3 separate regions of the Gossypium hirsutum genome follow, and all the other regions are linked to region 1. The links are chromatin contacts, called in public Hi-C maps. All regions are on one chromosome and are shown on one strand. Each heading gives the region's core, a stretch centred on a gene start, on an enhancer-like site or on the middle of the called end of the contact. The rest is flanking DNA. Distances are from core to core; before and after follow the strand shown.

Region 1 (3,010 bases), core at 230-2,729:
GGAAAGGAGGATAGAGCGTTTAGCAAGTTCTGATGTTGGGATGTGAAGACGAAAAACTTTAGAAAATGTCTTACCAAAATAAAAAAAAGGGTAAGACATTTTCCCCAAAAAAGACCTCCTTTTCTCATGTTTTGTAAAATGTTTTGTGGTGAAAAATTATTTTCAGACAAACAAATATCGCAAAAGGCTGAAAAGTTTTTACGGAAAATTTTTTACAGGTAAACAAACAGAGCCTTAGATTCAACAAATGATAGCCGAGAATTTCCAAATGACTTGAATTTATTACCTGGCCTTTTAAAGTTTTATTTATTTTCCACCCGCATTTTGGTCCGGAAGCAATAATTCCACTTCCCTTATTATCCACCAAATTCAGACGATTTTTGGAAATGGTTGAACTGCCTCCCACCTCTTCGCCTACGGAACTCAACTAAGAAATATTTTTAAACACTACTGCTGTATGTTTAGTTGCATCTAATACACCTTCCTTTACCGCCACATTAATAACATTTGCTTCCTCAAAAGTGGGATTAAAATGTATTAAGTGCTCCTCTTGAATTTTAGTGGGATTTGAAGGACCTAAATTTGCCTTATCTGTGACAGTAGCAGAGGGGTTAAAAGATAAAAGAAAATGAAAGCGGTTCGGGGTTACCTGGAATTGCAGTCTGTTGGGCCTCTTCACTTTTGCCCCGAGAGACGTGAAGATCGCCTGGAGAGCTTGAAGTGTCCCCCCAACCGTTCCATTACTCTTTGGGGCTTTAGATGGCCCAACTCTTGGCTGTTAATGGTCAGGCCATTAGCTGGTAAATTAGTAACAGATTTTGGCCCATTACAATGCCCAACAGATTTATGGCCTTTAAGAGGAATTTTGGACTTGGACTTCCGAATCAGCCCATTAAAAGGAACCCCTCACTGAATGCATTAATTCCTCCTTCCTTATTACTTCAGCAGAAACGTTTTTATCCGTTGGTGATTTCCCAAAGTCTCGGTTAGGATTCCTTTCCCTTGATTCTTATGGATCTGCGAGTTACCTTTCTTTGAATTATCTTCCGAAATTACAGCCTCTAAATCGGTTAGGGATTGGAACCGAGATCCCGATGATTTTTCCCCAGATACAGACTTTCCTATTTTGTTGTCTTCCCGAGAGGCGCGTCTGGTCCTCCTCTCCACCAACATCCTGGGGCCAAAGTCTCCATTTCCGGTCACCGTGTTCATCTGTAATTTCACCGCCGATGAATCCATTACCTTCGCCAAATCAGAGACGAGGGGAACATGCGGACAAGCCTCAGTATTATGGCCATAACGCCCACATGAGAGACACACCACTGGCAGGCTCTCGTATTCAACTCTTTGCATATTTCCATTAATAAGGAGTTTTGAGATTAGTGGCTTCCCCAGGTTAACGTACACTTCCATTCGGGCATAAGGACACCTTGTCCTACTATTAGTATTGATATCTAATTTGGTAACTTTACCCACCATTCCCCCAATGTCCTATCGAATTTCCTTTTTTGTACAAATGACTGGGAAGGCCTGGAAACCTGATCCACCTAAGAACCGTATTGGGATAGGGTAATTCCGGGTTAAAATAGTTTGGGTAACAACATGTTCTGCCGTGCTTAAAAAAAATATTTTTAATTTTAAGAATATTTTTAGAAAAAAAATTGTACGAAAAAACTTGTTTTTGGCTTGATTTTTGTAATTTTGAAAATGATAAGTTAAAATTTTTAGTTTTTTCTCTGTCAAAAATATTTTTAATGCTTAATTACTTTTTCACCTCTGTAATAATATAATATTTTTTTCTTGGTCTTTAATTACAAATATGTTAAAATCATTATTTAAAAATAAAAAAATATTTTTAAAATACTAATTACAAATATTTAATGGTTATATTTAAATATTTAAAATATAGTTTATATATTCTAATTAAATTTTATAAATAATTAATATTTATTACTTAAAAATATTTAAAATTTATATTTCATATATTAAAATATTAACAACAAGTTATAATAAATTTTTTTATATTCTTACTAAAATATAATAATATTAATTAATTTAAATATTATTTAAATGCATATTTGTTACTTGATAATAACATGACTAAAATAGACATTTTATTTCTCAAAATCACTTTTTGATAGTAATGCTAAACACTCAAATTTTAAATAAAACTTTTCAAAAGCATTCTCAAAAATATTTTTTCACAGCACTTTTCAAAAGCATTGCCAAACTAGCTCTAAGTATTGCCCAAAAATAAGCCATGGTCCCAATGACAGAATTTTCTCATAATCTCCATTAGAGCTTGATAATGGAATAAAAGAAAGACATATATAAATAGAAATACTATATCTGCACATGTTTAATAAATATAAGCTCCCTTTTCGTATGCACTTCAATCATATTCTAAATATTCTACTAAAAAATAAAAAACTAAAAAGTGGGTAAAAACATCTATTTTCATTGCGAATTATTTTTTAAACAATGGAGTCCATGAAAAAATTAAGAGCTAGAAAAATCAACTCTTTCCATATATATATATTATGATTATTTTGTCTTTATCTCAACAAACAGATCAAATCAGGAATTCCTTTCATTTTTCTGGTATTCAATCGGATTGGAATATGTAGTATCATAATAATGGTAGAAATTGAATTATTATTTTTTTATACTCTATACAAAAACAAAACTCCATGCCGCTAAATGGCATTTATCAATTCTTTTCTGTATCTATTTGTTATAATATAAATTAAAATTTAAGTATAATTTATCTTCTTCTATTCATAGCATTTCATATTTCATACATTCCACATATATTATATGGTATATGGAGTTAGATAAAATTTCATATGATTCAGTAAACAAAATAGAAATTCAATTCCATCATTATTAGATCGATTCGTAGGATTTGATGAAGAATGAGAAAAGAATGGGATTTTTTTGAGAAATGGGAAATTCAAAATGCTCGAGGATGAAAATGGGGAAATGTCTACAATACCTGGGTTGAATCAGA
Region 2 (3,010 bases), core at 214-2,713, 450 kb before region 1:
TAATACATGCATCCCACATAAGCTTCCATGGGGTCTTTGCATCTCTGATACAGATCTTTTAGCCTGCACCACGCGGTCCAACATTCCATAATTCAGATTAAAAAAGAAACGGAAAGGGTAACAGTAATGCACAATGTAGTCACCTATTCGAGTAATGCTTTGAGTTCCCCCCCAAAAATGTGCTTTTTAAAATATCCGGACAAGGGTACAAAGATAGGATTCACCTAAGTTCCTCCAAACACATAGAAAAGCTTAAAAGAATAAAGATGGAACATACCTATATTTGACACACGAACCAAGTTCGATAACATAGAGTAAGAACCGCAAAATATTCAGTGTTCAGAGGCATTTTTTAAGCTACAAAATGCTATAAACCCAAATCAAGTGAATGCGGCAAATGTCTTACTCTTGATTGGAGAAGTGGGAAGCCCCATTTTTACAATCAAACACAAACAGAAAGCCGAAAACCTATTAAAACTCAGTTGGTTTTCAGTAAATAGATCTAAAAAAGAATCAAACTAACATAAAGAGGAAGAAAAAACATCAGATTCAATGGCTCGGTTACACATGAATCTATTTCGCCTAATCATAGGGAGACTTAACATGGATTCATTTGAAGTTTCCATTGCTAATTGAAACACAAAGTTACCAAATGAGAGATGATCATTTCCCCGCCCCGCCTACCCAAAGAGATAAACCCTATGTTTCTCGAGGATATGCCCGTACCTATATCGATATGGATACTTTCGAGAGAAATGACCTATCCCTATCCTTTTAACCACACTTTCACAGTATAAAACCTCCTAAAAAACCTGTTCCAAAATTTCCATTACAAAGATATTAAAACCAATAATCCTAATTATCACACATTTTCCTAGTTAATTTCATTTCCCAGTTTTAATTCCCTTTCAATTCCAACATTGTCATATACGAACCAATTGAGCAAGAAAAACCCACAAAGAAATTCAAAATGGGAAAAACTGAAAATTGAAAAAAAAATGCTTACACTCCAAGGGCACAGCGAGTAGCTTGGCGGCCCTTATCGAGACATTTCTCAGGGTTGGGATCTTTCTTCTTACACTTGAGGAACTCCACGTTTTCGGACATACATTTAATCTCTATGTGCTTTGCTGATGACATCAGCACCGACGACGTTGGGATCGGTTCCCCCGTCGCATCCACCACTTTCGCCATTTCCGCCACCGAACCCAGAAAGAAATAAAAAAAATAAAAAGATCGCTTCTTTCTGCATCAACAATGAAAAGATGTCAAAATTTCATCAATCAAGATGAAAAAAAGGGAAAAATTACTGGGAATTAATCTCTTACCTTAATCAAGTAAAGGGTTTTCACTTAAACACTGAGATAGAGAATAGGGTTGTAAAGGACTCAAGAGTGAAGAGTTATGGTTTTGTTTAAACAGACGTAAACGGTGGAGTTGGTTGGTAATTCATTTTTGCTTTGAAGGGTATTTACGTCATTCCATGTTTCTTTTTGGGGTTTTATGCTTCCAATCCCAAAACCCTTGCTTTCTTCAGTTTTCTTTTCTCTTTTGTGCCAATCACCAAAGCAGTCATTTTCCGAGACAATTTAAGGGTAAGTTAAATTAAATTATTGTGATTTGATTTAATGTTAAAGTGACTTCCTTAGCTCTCTTCTTTGCTTAGTTTTTCATCTGTTTTTTTATGGATAAAATGTTGAATTTGCTGAAATTTGTAGAGATCTTCGAATTGACTTTACCCCTTGAAAAGTGTAGGCAAAAGATTTCATTTTTCTTTTCCGTTTCATTGTTGCATAGGAAATTTCCTTTTTCCTTCTTTTGCCTATTGCAATTGGAGTGACCGTTCTTTATATTACTATACATGTTTGGCATCAATGATCAAACTTAAATTGTCAGGTTGGGTTGGGTTGGTTTTGGATATGACAAAGAAAGGCATGATTTTGAGCAATGTCCCTTGGCTCATTTAGATAATGCCTTTAAACCTGAAAGAATTGGTGATTGATTGTCAGTTCTGAATTATTGCTAGAATCCATTTTTGTTTTGAAATGGACAGGATGTTTTGACATTGAATATTACATAATTTGCTCGGGTTGGGGGGATTGATATAATGAAGTAAAGGATTGGATATCAGGCTCACTTCCTTTGCATTCTAGACTTGCTTAGGTGAAGCTGGTAAGCTGAAATGGTGATTGATTAGCAACCAGGTGATTATTTTATGATTTTCTCTTGGAGAGCCAGGGTTGTCAAGGCATTGTGTTACAGTCCCAAGTTACGGATCGAGTCACTGGATGATTTGTAGGAAATTTGTTTGACTTAACTGATCTTTTCCCTTTGTTTCTGTTTCTTTCGTGGGATGACCCATAATGAACAAGGGGAACTCGTCAAAGGGAATTCCAGACCTTAGAATCGTTAAAAGTGTCTTAAACCCCTGAATATTAGAATAAATTCCGACTTAATTTATTCTTATTTGCAACAGCAGCTATCTTTTTTTTTTAATCCCAAATTTAGTGTGAGCATTTTATTTGTCTCTTTAACACTTTATAACTCTTCCCCCCTTCTGCAAAGTTTATAAGTTAAATAAAATTCATTGTCTAGAGAATCTCTTTGTTATTCACACTGAGGTGGACTCTGTAAAAGAAATTGTCAACTTGACTAGGTTTGTTGGTCGCCAGTAAACACTTGAATATGTTTTGAGTGATGCGGGATATGATGGTGTGGTGTGGAGGGCTTTATGTGTTATCATTGGACCTCTTTGTTGCTCATGGTATGCATTTGGACTCAAATCCGTTGCTCACTCACTCCGATGCCATGTTTAAATTGTGTGCATTTATAACTGTGGGCAAAACATAATAAGTACGGTTTTCTTCATACATATATACAACATGCATGTAAGGATGGATGTTTTGTGCTGTTTATGTTATAAAAATGCATCCGTTCGTACTGATTAGGTTGGTGTTTTCTTGTGTATGTATAGAGATGGGCGACAAGAAGAAAAAGACTTTTATGTTTA
Region 3 (3,010 bases), core at 293-2,792, 270 kb before region 1:
TAAATAATTTTATTATTGGTTCTTATCATATCCTATATCTTCCTATATTAACAATAATACTTATACTAATTGAACTAAGATTCAATCGACTTCAAAACTCTTACTCACCATTAAATTAAAACTTCACTAATATCTTATCCCAAATGATTTATATTTACCAAAACACTAAACCTAAAGTTATATTTTAAAAAAATATATAAAAATGAATCAAAAGAGAAAATCCCATTTTAGAAAACAAAATGAAATTTTAATTCATCGATTTTAAATATGAATATCATAAAAATATTTTATCTTCAATTAAAATATTTTTTTATCTCTCTTCAATACCTTATCAATGTCAACAATATTTGTCTAATCTACATTAATATAAGTAATCATTAATAGATAGACATAATATACCAAAAATCATGGTAAAATACATTCATTATTGCGTAAGTAAATCTTATTAAGCATTAAATAATAATAATGAATCTCGTGTATTGACTTGATGGTTAAAGTGTTTATAGTTTAAGGTGTAACCTGGATTTAAGTCATGATAGTCATGTTGTTAGAGTTGTTTAAATACTCTAGAATGAAAATATATTGTTAATGTATATATAGGCCTAATTCCATTTTGGCCCCAGTATTAAAAGGAAATTCTCACATTGGTCATTTACTATTTTCTTCCGACTACTTTGTCCCCTGTGCTTTCATAAACCAATCAAAAGCAAAAAGCTAACAAGTGAACAATTAATTCACCTCATTTTAATATACCAGCATGTATTTTTTTCTTGTTCTTAATAATAAATTATTTTTTCCACCAAAAAATTCTTTCTTCTTCTTCTTCTTCTTCTTCTTCTTCTTCTTCTTCTTCTTCTTCTTCTTCTTCTTCTTCTTCTTCTTTTATGAAAATTTTTTAATTCTTTTACCACATGAAATGTTTCAGATTTGAAAAGATTTTGAGAATCAGGAAATGTATTGTTCATCACTAATATGGAAATAACACAAATTTTTGAGAAGTTTTCAAGAAAGATGGAAGCTCATAAGACCCAAAAATGACTGCTCCAACTTTATTGCTGGTCAACATCTTGGATTGGTCCAAGATTCTTAAAGCAGAGGACAGGGAATGTGGTGGTGGTGCTCGGAGCGGAGCACCAATGGTGTCGGATCGACGAAAAACAACGGATTGAAGGCTTGAGTTTCAGGCCTCAAATGAATCTCCTTCAACATGTTTCTTGAGTTTTCTACGAAAATTAAGCCGACTAGTCAAAGGAGGGAGAAAATGGGAGCCCAAGGGTAGCCTTCAATCGGAGCTTTGTTGTAGGAATAAGGCAATGGGAGTTAGAACAAAGTGAGGTGGCTAGGTTTTTCCTTGGGTTTTGAGTTAAGCCCAGAAAGAAAAAAGAAAAGGGAGAAAGATGATGCTGTGAGCTTGGTCGAAGGAATGACGATGGCGATGAGCGGCGGTGGAAATGTTTGATTTTTTTTCTAGGGAAGAAGAAGAGAGAGAGAAAAAAAAGGAAATAGTTTATTACTATGAAAAAGAAAAAGAAAAAAATTCCATGCTGGCAAATGGATTAATTGTCCACGTGTATGGATTTAATTGGCTTCAAATGACTAGATTGGATTTTTTAAAAATAGAAACTATCTAAAGACTAATTTGAGTTACAGAATGAAAGTAGAGGGCGTAAAATTACTGAAAACATAATGAAAAGATTAAAGTGAAAATTTTCCTATAGTTCAGGGACTAAAAATGATACTAAGCATTTTTTTTATCATTATAATATTATAGGAGTAGGAGAGGAGATGAGAGAGTTTAAACTCATGCCATCTAAGGATAAATTAGAACTCGTACTATTGCTTTAAATGCTTGACAATTATATTCAATATTGTTATAACTTTAGGATGATAATAAAAACAATTTTTAATAGAATAATTATAATTTTAGTTTTTATTTAATATTAGTATTTTTTATCAAATTCATTTAAAAATAAATATGAAATTAGAAAATATTAAGTAGGGGAAGGATATATTTACACTGGTGTAAACTTAAATTGATTTTATACCATTCTATAATTTTTTATACGATTAACAATTCAACTATCCAACCGTTATATTTTATGGTTTATTCATATAGATAATGCATGCCAAATTTTATTTAAATTTAAAATTTGTAACTATGGTTTTTGTAAAAAGCTTTCAATTTGTTCAATAAATATTAATATATACAATATTTTAGATCATATAATAGATATATTGGATCGGTTCAAAAATTTACATGCATGACAAGTACAATTACATAAATAAATTTAACTATTGGATTGCTAAAATTTTAATCATATAAAAAGTTTCGAATGTGTGTAAAACCACTTTTATTTTATACCATTGTAAGTTGATCCCTCCCCTACAATTAACATTTTATGATCTAATCGTTACATTTTATGGTTTATTCATGTAGATCATGTATGTTAAATTGACATACATTTAATTTTTGTAACTATATGGTTTATGTAAAAAGCTTTCAATCGTTCAATAAATATTAATATATACATATTTTAAATTAATATGATAGAGATATCGAATCGGTTTAAAAATTTACATGCATAGTAAATACAATTATATAAATAAATATAACGGTTAAATTATTAAAAATATTAATAGTATAAAAATTATAAATAAATATAAAACTACTTTAATCTGACACGATTATCCCTCCCTTAACTTTTCTTTTTTTCTCATTTATGTAATACGATGGTATTAAAAGATTGAAATCATAACGGTAGTTGATAAAACATTCCAAAGGACAAAAGTTTGAATATTTATTATTTTTATAGCTTATCCAATTATATTAAATAAATTTATAAATTTAAAATTTTTATTAATTAATAATATATATAAACACATGTTTTTTGGTAAAGTAAAACAACATAAGTGAGACAAAATGATACCCTAGTTCAATGCGGGCATATTAGGATCCACCATAAGCAATTTCCTAACTCAAGGCAGAGGCTCCTCCAATAGATGATGTAAC

Evidence for each region. Hi-C and Micro-C count contacts between places; a contact is called where the count stands out from the background.
Region 2: a contact with region 1 is called in a Hi-C map of hypocotyl, with 5 times the contacts expected there. The contact joins the promoter of LOC107897637 here to the promoter of LOC121207962 in region 1. A contact is called at or near these places in 11 of 34 Hi-C or Micro-C datasets (callus, hypocotyl and leaf).
Region 3: a Hi-C map of leaf shows a contact between it and region 1, with 2.2 times the contacts expected there. The contact joins the enhancer-like site here to the promoter of LOC121207962 in region 1. A contact is called at or near these places in 2 of 34 Hi-C or Micro-C datasets (both in leaf).

What each region holds. Positions count from the first base shown.
Region 1 is chrA10:22,954,250-22,957,259 of Gossypium_hirsutum_v2.1, reverse strand. It overlaps LOC121207962, which reads right to left and starts at 1,479. Exons shown (of 1, transcript XM_041078507.1): 1 at 937-1,479. The coding sequence starts at 1,479. The coding sequence ends at 937. LOC107897632 (a long non-coding RNA gene) reads right to left here and starts at 280. Exons shown (of 2, transcript XR_005903434.1): 1 at 1-280.
Region 2 is chrA10:23,401,702-23,404,711 of Gossypium_hirsutum_v2.1, reverse strand. LOC107897637 (NADH dehydrogenase [ubiquinone] 1 alpha subcomplex subunit 8-B) reads right to left here and starts at 1,463. Exons shown (of 3, transcript XM_016823154.2): 1 at 1,329-1,463; 2 at 1,007-1,246; 3 at 1-63. The coding sequence starts at 1,194. LOC107897638 (50S ribosomal protein L33) reads left to right here and starts at 1,377. Exons shown (of 2, transcript XM_016823155.2): 1 at 1,377-1,595; 2 at 2,975-3,010. The coding sequence starts at 1,484.
Region 3 is chrA10:23,220,398-23,223,407 of Gossypium_hirsutum_v2.1, reverse strand. No RefSeq gene overlaps it. Among protein-coding and RNA genes, the nearest start is that of LOC121208914, 19 kb to the right of the region's middle. Within about 2 kb of position 1,542, at least 4 of the 9 cell types and tissues checked have an H3K27ac peak or open chromatin away from gene starts, as enhancers often do. A contact at or near this core is called in leaf, where this site is marked.